3 separate regions of the Zea mays genome follow, and all the other regions are linked to region 1. A link is a contact called in public Hi-C data. All regions are on one chromosome and are shown on one strand. The core of a region is the stretch at or near the end of the contact, and the rest is flanking DNA. Distances in the headings are between cores, read along the strand shown. Region 1 holds the start of LOC100275783. Region 2 holds the start of LOC100275140. Region 3 holds the start of LOC100381425 (Cation efflux family protein).

What was found. Hi-C and Micro-C count contacts between places; a contact is called where the count stands out from the background.
Region 2: a contact with region 1 is called in a Hi-C map of tassel, with 2.9 times the contacts expected there. The contact joins the promoter of LOC100275140 here to the promoter of LOC100275783 in region 1. A contact is called at or near these places in 4 of 25 Hi-C or Micro-C datasets (bundle sheath, ear, leaf and 1 more).
Region 3: a Hi-C map of leaf shows a contact between it and region 1, with 4 times the contacts expected there. The contact joins the promoter of LOC100381425 here to the promoter of LOC100275783 in region 1. A contact is called at or near these places in 8 of 25 Hi-C or Micro-C datasets (bundle sheath, ear, leaf and 3 more).

The regions. Positions count from the first base shown.
Region 1 is chr4:82,471,770-82,474,717 of Zm-B73-REFERENCE-NAM-5.0, reverse strand. It overlaps LOC100275783, which reads right to left and starts at 1,571. Exons shown (of 7, transcript NM_001374082.1): 1 at 1,221-1,571; 2 at 473-616; 3 at 38-400. The coding sequence starts at 1,532. AMADH1A (Aminoaldehyde dehydrogenase 1a) reads right to left here. Exons shown (of 15, transcript NM_001164335.1): 15 at 2,791-2,948. The coding sequence ends at 2,929.
Region 2 is chr4:82,868,517-82,871,464 of Zm-B73-REFERENCE-NAM-5.0, reverse strand. LOC100275140 reads left to right here and starts at 1,409. Exons shown (of 3, transcript NM_001150506.2): 1 at 1,409-1,792; 2 at 2,899-2,948. The coding sequence starts at 1,502.
Region 3 is chr4:82,122,691-82,125,638 of Zm-B73-REFERENCE-NAM-5.0, reverse strand. It overlaps LOC100381425 (Cation efflux family protein), which reads left to right and starts at 1,579. Exons shown (of 1, transcript NM_001174266.1): 1 at 1,579-2,948. The coding sequence starts at 1,640.

The DNA of each region.
Region 1 (2,948 bases), core at 322-2,821:
GCTCTAGCTATGAAAAAACTGAACCAGCAAGAACTGCCTTGTTATTTTCGTAGCCTGATTCTGCGACCCAGAGGTTGGCGTCACCATCTTTGAGGACAACCGCGGTGTGGCCGGCGAAGGCGCCGGTGACCCACTTCTCCAGCGTCTGGAACCCGCCCCACCGGCCCCGGATCTTGGAGAGCGCCAAGAAGTCGCCCGACCGCACGTCCTCCCTCCTTATAATTGTGTTCGCGGAACGACGCCTCTCGAACGACGCCCCCATGTGCTTCCCAAGGAACGCCAAGTTGGCGTCCTGGCCCCAGCCGGTGTTGGAGAACAAAGGCGCCACGTCGGCCAAGGACAGCAGCGTCCCAAGCATCCCAGATGGCATCAGGAAGACGGCGATCCCGTGCTGCTTTACCTGCATGCAGAAAGAGAGACAGTCATGCTGTCTGTCTGAGCGTAAAGAGACAGTCGACCCATACGTACGTACGTATTCCATCTCTGCCGCGTCCTCCCACGCTTTGATCTCGAAGGTGTGGTTCTCGTTCGACCTCATGTAGTAGTCCCAGGCTACCCTGTAGGGCGTTGCGAACACGTACAGGTCCATGCATGTCCAGCTCTGAGGCGAAGCAGTCTACAGCAACAAGGAAGGAATTAATTAACGCTTTTGGTGAGATAGAAATTGCCGTAAAGGATATTATTGACCGACCGAATGTAGCAGTCCCAGTTCATCCAATTAAGATTGACAAGTGTACAACAGAGGAAGAAACCGAGAACAGGACGACCTTGGAATATCATGCATGCTTTCATATTTTTGTGGACTGCAGGACAGAGTGACACGCGGACGTGCGGACTGGCGATTTGGCATTTCTACTGTTTGCCACCGACCAGTCGGGGAACCTACGATGGCCATTCTGTCCGCGTTCCAAACATGCGTGTTTGTCTTGTTGTGCTAGCTATTTTATTCAGGCATTCAAAATTCATTTGTCTCTCTTACGGGTCTCGGTCAAAATCCACACAACAATCAAGCTAGCCCAACGTGTTTGCTTTGCTATTGATCGGGAAGGCAGAATTTCATCCAAAAAATATATATATACACCATATGTCTGGGATTTAGAGTCAGCTAGGACTACGGCCGGCCGGGTGGAATCGAAAGAGATAAACCACTAGTAAATGAGGTTGCGGGTTCAAAGGGGGCAATATGCGAGTGAGTGTGTAATATGTGAGGGATCCCTCACCTTGAGGCGGAGGACGGCGCCACCGAGGCCCCCGGCGGTCCCGTTGCGGCCGGGGGTGAGGTCGAGCACGGCCTGGTTTTCGTCGAAGCACGCGCCGCGCCAGGCGGCCGCGGGCCCGCCCGGCGCCACGGCGCCGACGAACGACGGGAGCAGGTCGACGGCGCTGTGGGCCGTGGCGCCCATGAGCTGCCACGCCATCCGCCGCGGCAGCAGCGGCAGCAGGTCCCTCGCCCGGAACGGCGCCGCTCCGCAGATTAGAACACGGAGCAGCGCGAGAAAGAGGAGGAGCCTCCGCCGCGGCAGAGCGGCCATCGTCGGGCGTCGGTCCGTGCGCTTAGCTGGCCCCCGTGAGCTTTTTGTTCGCTTCGCTCGCTTGGCTGCTTGCTCCGTGTGTGGCTCGCGGCCCCGGCCCGTGATGCAGCGCCAGAGATCGCGCGGCCGCGTCGAGACAAATGCGAAAACTCGGCTCGCGCCGAACGGGCTCGCAGGATTTTTTTTAAGTGCCGCCGCCACGCCAGCGACCGGCGTGCGTGTTGCTTGCCTAGGGCGGAGCAAGGCGCGCCGGCGCGGTAGAGCAGGTACTCCCGGGTGCAGTGCACGGGCCACCGGCGGCAGGTGGCCTGCGCTCTATTTCAAGCGGGCGGCCCGCGGCCGAGAGCTGGAAAGGATCCGGTGACCCGTGCTTTGCTGCACTTGCACAAGAGCATGACCACGAGATTGACGCCTTTGAGTTGGAAGTTTGGAACGTAACGGTTGCACTGGCTTGGCGGCCAACCAACTGACACGGTCGGAAGCATGACAACTTTTTGTTCAATCCCAACTGGATATTGTTGAAGTTGTGTTCTAATTAAGTTAGAGTTTATTTTACGTTACTTAATATGTTATGGACATGTTTGGGAAAACAGGAATGGAGGGGCTAAAACTTTCTTGATATTCATTTTTGAATACAAAGAAAATTATAGTCCCTCCAATCTTCTTCGTTAATGTGACTAATGCTTGGAATTGAGTTGAACCAGACCTAGCACATCATGCTTCAAGCTAAACGAGTTCAGACAAAGAAAATTCAAAAAAGTTTTGGGTTATACCATGCCAGTCCGAAGTGTAAAAAACAGTGATACAGTCCGACTCTAAACCACGTCATGCCTTTATTAGATCGTACCAGTTCAAGCCCGTCCCATATCCTAAAATTATAGTCTCTCCAATCTTCTTCGTTGGGCCCCTTAGAACTAGAAAATAGCTTTAAATTGAGAGATCGAGTCGGTCATATTTATATATAATGGACTATATCATAACTAAGGTTGGGCCACAAACAGGTTCGACGGGGACGGGCTCGGTTCGGTTTGATAGGCTATCCATACCGATAGTACCTAGCATCAGGCTAAATATGCCGCAAAAAACGGCCGTGCGCCGACAATAAACGGCCGTGCTCTTGTCTTGGGCTCATGACGGACCCCGTGCCGGGATTCTGTCCAGATAAGATAGGGGCAAATCTGTCTTTGCTGATAACGAAGTCTAGACAAGGCCCATTGACAAAATCCACCTCTTATAATGGCACAGTTCCAAAATTTTTGGTTTCAACTCAACTCTCGCCTTTATCCTGCAGATGTGCCTTTTTCACCATGTCATTCAATGTGATACACGGGTTCGTTCTGTATAGCATCGAGATATATTTATTCTACCGAAACAGACAAATTTTCGTCTTGCCAGTTTACAGCTTGGAGGGGGATT
Region 2 (2,948 bases), core at 160-2,659, 400 kb before region 1:
CCACCGGATACTGTCCGGTGCGCCTGCCACGTCACCAAACCATTGGATTTCGACCGTTGGAGCTTCTGTCTTCTGGGCCACCGGACAGTCCGGTGGTGCACCGGACAAGCACTGTTCAGTGTCCGGTGCGCCATCTGGCTCTGCTCTGACTCTGGCGCGCACTATAGCGCATTTAATGCTCTCTGCAGACGACCGTTGGCGCGAAGTAGCCGTTGCTCCGCTGGCACACCGGACAGTCCGGTGCGCCACCGGACAGTCCGGTGAATTATAGCGGAGTGGCCTCCAGAATTCCCGAAGGTGAGCAGTTCGGAGTTGAAATTCCTGGTGCACCAAACACTGTCCGGTGGCACACCGGACAGTCCAGTGCGCCAGACCAGGGCACACTTCGGCTGACTTTAGCTTTCTATATTTAAATCCTTTTTCGGTCTTTTTATTGGTTTGTTGTGGACCTTTGGCACCTGTAGAACTCATAACTTAGAGCAAACTAGTTAGTTCAATTATTTGTGTTGGACAATTCAACCACCAAAATCAATTAGAAAAAGTGGAAGCTATTTCTCTTTCAATAACAAAACCCTCAAAACACCCATGCATTTAGGGTCCTATCAATCTCTGATTTGAGTTGACAAATGGGCGAATTGGAAGATGCCAGTATTGCTTGAGTCGATACTTGAGAGCTACAACGTCGCCGTCACCAAATTCAAAGATGTTCACTACCACATACTTCGGGACACGTAGTTTCTGCCAAATAATTCTACTTAGCCTGATCCAAGTGAGAGTGTAGCAATGACTCTAGATGATAGATAGAGCTACACCCTTCGATGTACTATTAGTTATTATTTAGAACAGCGACAGAGTCTCTAAAATATAATTTTGACCAATATTTTTTTAAATACAAATAAACTTTTAATACATTGATGTTTTTATAAAAGTACATGTTAAGATAAATCGGTGCATATAAACATTATATTTCAAAACTACATAATAAAATGGTTATTTATAGTCAAAATTTTATAAATTTAACTTAAAATTTGTCCAAAACGACGACTAACAGGATACGTGAAGAAGTAGTTGCTATTGATAGAAACTCAGCTGAATTTAACTAATTAGTCAGATAAACAACTAGTTAGATATTTAGTTAAAAATTCGTTAACTTATTAGCTTTCTTATTTTAGCAGTAATTAGTTCCGGTAACTAGTAATTAGTTCCGGTAACTGGCCCTGGACACCCAAGTACCCAACACCCAATAGTACTCCAAGGCTCGAATGGTCGATGGAGAGTGAATTCGTGGTGCTCGCGGAGGTCGGCCCACGGGATACATCCCTCACCTACGTGGCGATGATCGCGCTACTCCAGCCGCCACGTGTCCCCGAACCCCTCGTTAAATCCAGCACAGCGCATATCCCCATCCGTTCCTGTTCCCCTCGGCGACGCCAGTACGGCAGTACGCCACGCCAGTGCCCAGTTGCATTGACTCCTCCCCGGTCCCCACATCTTGCCGCCAATGGATGTCGACGGGCCCGCCCCCGCCGACGCCTCTGCCAGGCCCGCCACCAACGGCGAGGCCCCCTCCGGCGCCCGCGAGGTCGACGTCGGCGAGGAGGACACGCTCGCCGGCGTCCTCCGCAGCTTCGTCGACGGCGTCTGGTACCCGGACGAGCCTCTGCTCCGGCGGCTCCGGGCGGCGTCCTGCGACGCCGCGCCGCGCCTGAGGGGGGCGTCCCGGAACTCCGCGCGGGACCTGCTTGAGTGGACCAGGCGGGGCAGCGGCCTCCGCGCCATCCTCGTCATCTCGGTGGGCGCGCGCCTCCTTGATCCGTCACATGAGCATGGGTTTTCTTGCCCTGTTTACTAAATCTGGCTCTATCTTCTTTAGTTTATTTTCTGTAGGTGATTGCGTAGCGGTTAACTGTGCCATGGTCACTATTGCAATGTTGGTTTAGATTTGTGCTTTTTAGATCTCAGGGGCAAGGATGAAAGTGGGTATCCGAATTGTTAGACAAATTTAATATTTTAAAATAGATAGGTATGGAATTTTATGTTAATCTTTTTTTATGTTATCAAGCATATTATTACAGATAAGAATAAAATTTTGTATAAATTGTTTTATGTATTATTTGCTCCTCACAACCGAAAAGGTGAAAAAATATCTGAATTTGTATCGGAATTTTATATCTTTCATTTGAGAAGATATAAATTTGAGGTTTAAATTTTATGAATCTTTACAAGCTCATAGCTAAAAAACGATAATACCATTTTGCATAGCAGATTTTATATACTATTTATTCGCAATCAAAGAAAAAAGAAAAAAGGTTGATATTTATCCGTTCCATCCCTATCAGGGCCATATATGATTACGAATCTGTTGGGGAAAGTGAAGAATGTTTGCGAATCTGTTGGGGGAAGTGAAGAATAGGCTGAATTGTAATCCCTCTGTCCTGAAACCTAATAGATTTAGGTTTTCTCTAAACCAAACAACCATAAGTTTAACTAAATTAACAATTACAAAATAAGTATTAACATCTACGACCTCAAATAGGTAAACTATAAAAATAGATTTCATATTCCTTCTAAAAATTAGATTTCATAGGGTAGCAGTGTTTTTAATAGTACTCATTTAATAACGTTGTTTCTAAAAAACTTATCTGACTTAGGTTAGTTTGACTTTAGACAACTCAAAATTAACTGCATTTGAAGTCGAAGGGAGCATGTTGTAAGCAGAAACGAAAACATGGTGAATTACTTCTGCTAGCAATAGAACATGGTAGATTGCTTTTGCGTGTAGTTTTGATCCCATAAACTCTTACATGATACCTCGTTTTTTTATGGCATCCATTTTAAAAATTCTTGAAAATTGACAGTAAACAATTTTTCTAATTTTATCTTTGTTTGATCTGGCAGGTCGGGACAATCACGCTTATAGCATTGACTGGCCTTCTGACCTTCATGTT
Region 3 (2,948 bases), core at 330-2,829, 350 kb after region 1:
TAATTGTATCACATTTGAATCCCAGAGGATTGGAGCGCTTTAGGGGGTGAATAGACGAATCCTGAAATTTATAACTTTAAACACACACTTTAAGTCGGGGTTAGCGTTAGAGTTAAATTCAAGTCGGAAAAAGAGGGAAAACAAATCAACCAAGAAATAAGGCGAGTCAACACGGTGATTTGTTTTACCTAGGTTCGGTTCAAAGAACCTAGTCCCCGTTGAGGAGGTCACAAAGACCGGGTTTATTTCAACCCTTTCCCTCTCTCAAACGGTCACTTAGACCGAGTGAGCCTTCTTGCTTAATCTCACGGGTCACTAAGACCCCACAAGGACCACCACACACTTGGTGTCTCTTGTCTCGCTTAAAAGCACTTGAGAATAAGAATGGAAAAGAAAAAGTCCGAGCCAAGCAACAAGAGCAACAAAGAACACAAGAAAACCCTCTCTCAAGTCCCTAATAGAATTGAGTTGATTTGGAGGCTTTGGAGAGGATCCAATCTATTTGACGTGTCTTGGAGTGGAGTCTTTTGCTCTTGTATTGAATGCAATGTTTGGAATGCTTGGATGGATATGAATGAGGTGGTTGGGGGGTATTTATAGCCCCCAACCACTTCCATAGCCGTTGGGGAGGCTGCTGGCGATGGGCGCACCGGACAGTCCGGTGCGCCGCCACATCACCCAACCGTTAGGGTTCGGAGCGAATTCGACCGTTGGGGCTTTTGTCTTCTTGCGGCATCGGATAGTCCGGTGCCACATCGGATAGTCCGGTGCCCTCTAACTTCGCGGCTCTGACTTCTACCGCGGCACTGTTCACGTGGCAGGTACTTTTGAAGTCGACCGTTGGCGCTGGATAGCCGTTGCCCGCTGGCTCACTGGAGACGCCGACAACAGAGCTCCTCCGTCGTCGTCCCTCCCGCTCAGACCCAGGCGTCGTGAGCGGGAGGTGCGGGTGAGAAGGACAGCGGGCGACGCGGGTCTGGGTCGTACGAGACCGCGCTTTGATGTCGGGAACGACGCTCTTCTGCCATTGTCCCTCCCGCTCGGACCCGAGCATCGCCGAAGGGCGGCGGTTGTGGCATCGATTACAGTTCTGAGATGCGGGTGGGGCGGTTGCGGCTGCGAGATGCGGGGATGGGGCGGGCGCGGATCAGCCGCGAGATTAGCGGGGGGAGGGCGAGGGAGTGGATCCCGCGATGCCATGGATGACCCCGCTGGTGACGGCTGCTGCGGGGATGCGGGGACGGGGCGGGCGCGGATCGGCCGCGAGATTAGCGGCGGGGGAGGCGGAGCCGTGGTGATGACGGTGGTGGACGCCCTTGTTACCCTTTTAAGAAGTAGTAGAGATTCAGTTTTATGAAAGGACCAACGACTTAATATGAGTAATTTGATTTTTTAGATGCCTGGATTGTTTCAGAAAAGATTCCGCATGGCCCAGTAGAACGTGGAGCAGGCTTTGGGCCTATCTATCTGTCCTTCGCACATCTGAATATTCAAGCCCAGCCCAGCGTCTAACCAACCAAACCAATCACTGTAGTCCGTACCGCGAGGCGGAGGCAGTGGTGACCAGTCCACGCCTCTCCTCTCCCGGTCCACCGCCACCGGCACCCCGCCCTCCGTTCCGGATCCGCCGCCGCCGCCCATGTCCGGCCGCCACGCGCCGCACCTCCGGCTGGCCGTGCCGCCGCGGCTCTCCGCGCACCCCTCTTTCCGCTTCCCCTCCACGCCGCTCCCGACCCCGTCGAAAGCCCGCGGACTCCCTTCCTCCGCCGCCCCGCCGTCCTCCCGCTACGCCGACGGGCTCCTCCGCCTAATCGTGCTGCACGCGCTCTTCCTCCTCGCGCCCGCCGTGCGCGCGCTCCCCTCCCTGGCCCACGCGCTCGCGTTTTCCCCGCCCCTCGCGCTGCTCTCGGCCGCCGCCCTCCTCCTCCACCACTTCGCCGCCGCTTCCCGGAAGACCCACCAGCCTCACCGCCCGTTCCCCGGGTTCCCCGCTCTCGTCCGCCCGGCCTTCCTCCTCGCGCTTTCTATCCTCCTCCGGCTCGTGGCCCTCCGCATCCTCCCCGCCCCGGGCCTCCTCGTCCTCGCGGACTCCGCGGGCTCCCTGCTCGCCCGCGCCCTGCGCCGGCCCTCCCGCCGCCGAGTCATCTCCACCGCCGTCGCCGCCTTATCCCTTGTCTGCATCTCCCCTTCCCCTTCCGTGATCCTCGCGATCCCCTTCGCCGCTGGCTTCCTTTCCTCGACCGAACAATCGGCCGCGGCGCGGCATGCCACACGCACTCGGCTCGCCCGGGCGGCGGCATTTGCTCTCGCTGCTGCCTTTCTCTCTGTGCCAGCGCTTGTGGGTCTCTCCTTTTTCGGTGCCAGCGATGCGGGCGATGGTCCTCCTGATGGAGCAGTGCCGATCGGCCCGGTCTGGTGGCTGCTGCTTAACTCTGCCTTCTTTGGCATGGCTTTGGAGCGACGGCAGGAGCATGGCAGCGGCGGCGGTAGGCCGAGTGTGGATTTTGCACTGACGTTCTTATGCACTCTTGTTCTGGAGCTGCTGTACTACCCAAAGCTGTCTTTACCAGGATTCTTGATTTGTGGGTTCCTCTTGTGGATCGCCAGCAGGGAGCTGATCCCTGCAGGATATGTGGAGCATGGAACTGAAGATATCTCAGAGTCAGTTTTTGAAGCAATCATGGGTCCAGTTAGGCATATCTTGAGTGAGCGGAAGTCGAGAAAGATTGCTGTGTTTCTATTGATCAATACAGCCTACATGTTTGTGGAATTTGGCTGTGGGTTTGTGAGTGATAGTCTTGGGCTGATCTCTGATGCTTGCCATATGTTGTTTGATTGTGCTGCACTGGCAATTGGTCTCTATGCGTCCTACATTGCGAGATTGCCTGCAAATGGGATGTACAACTTTGGAAGGGGCAGGTTTGAGGTTCTGTCAGGGTATGTCAATG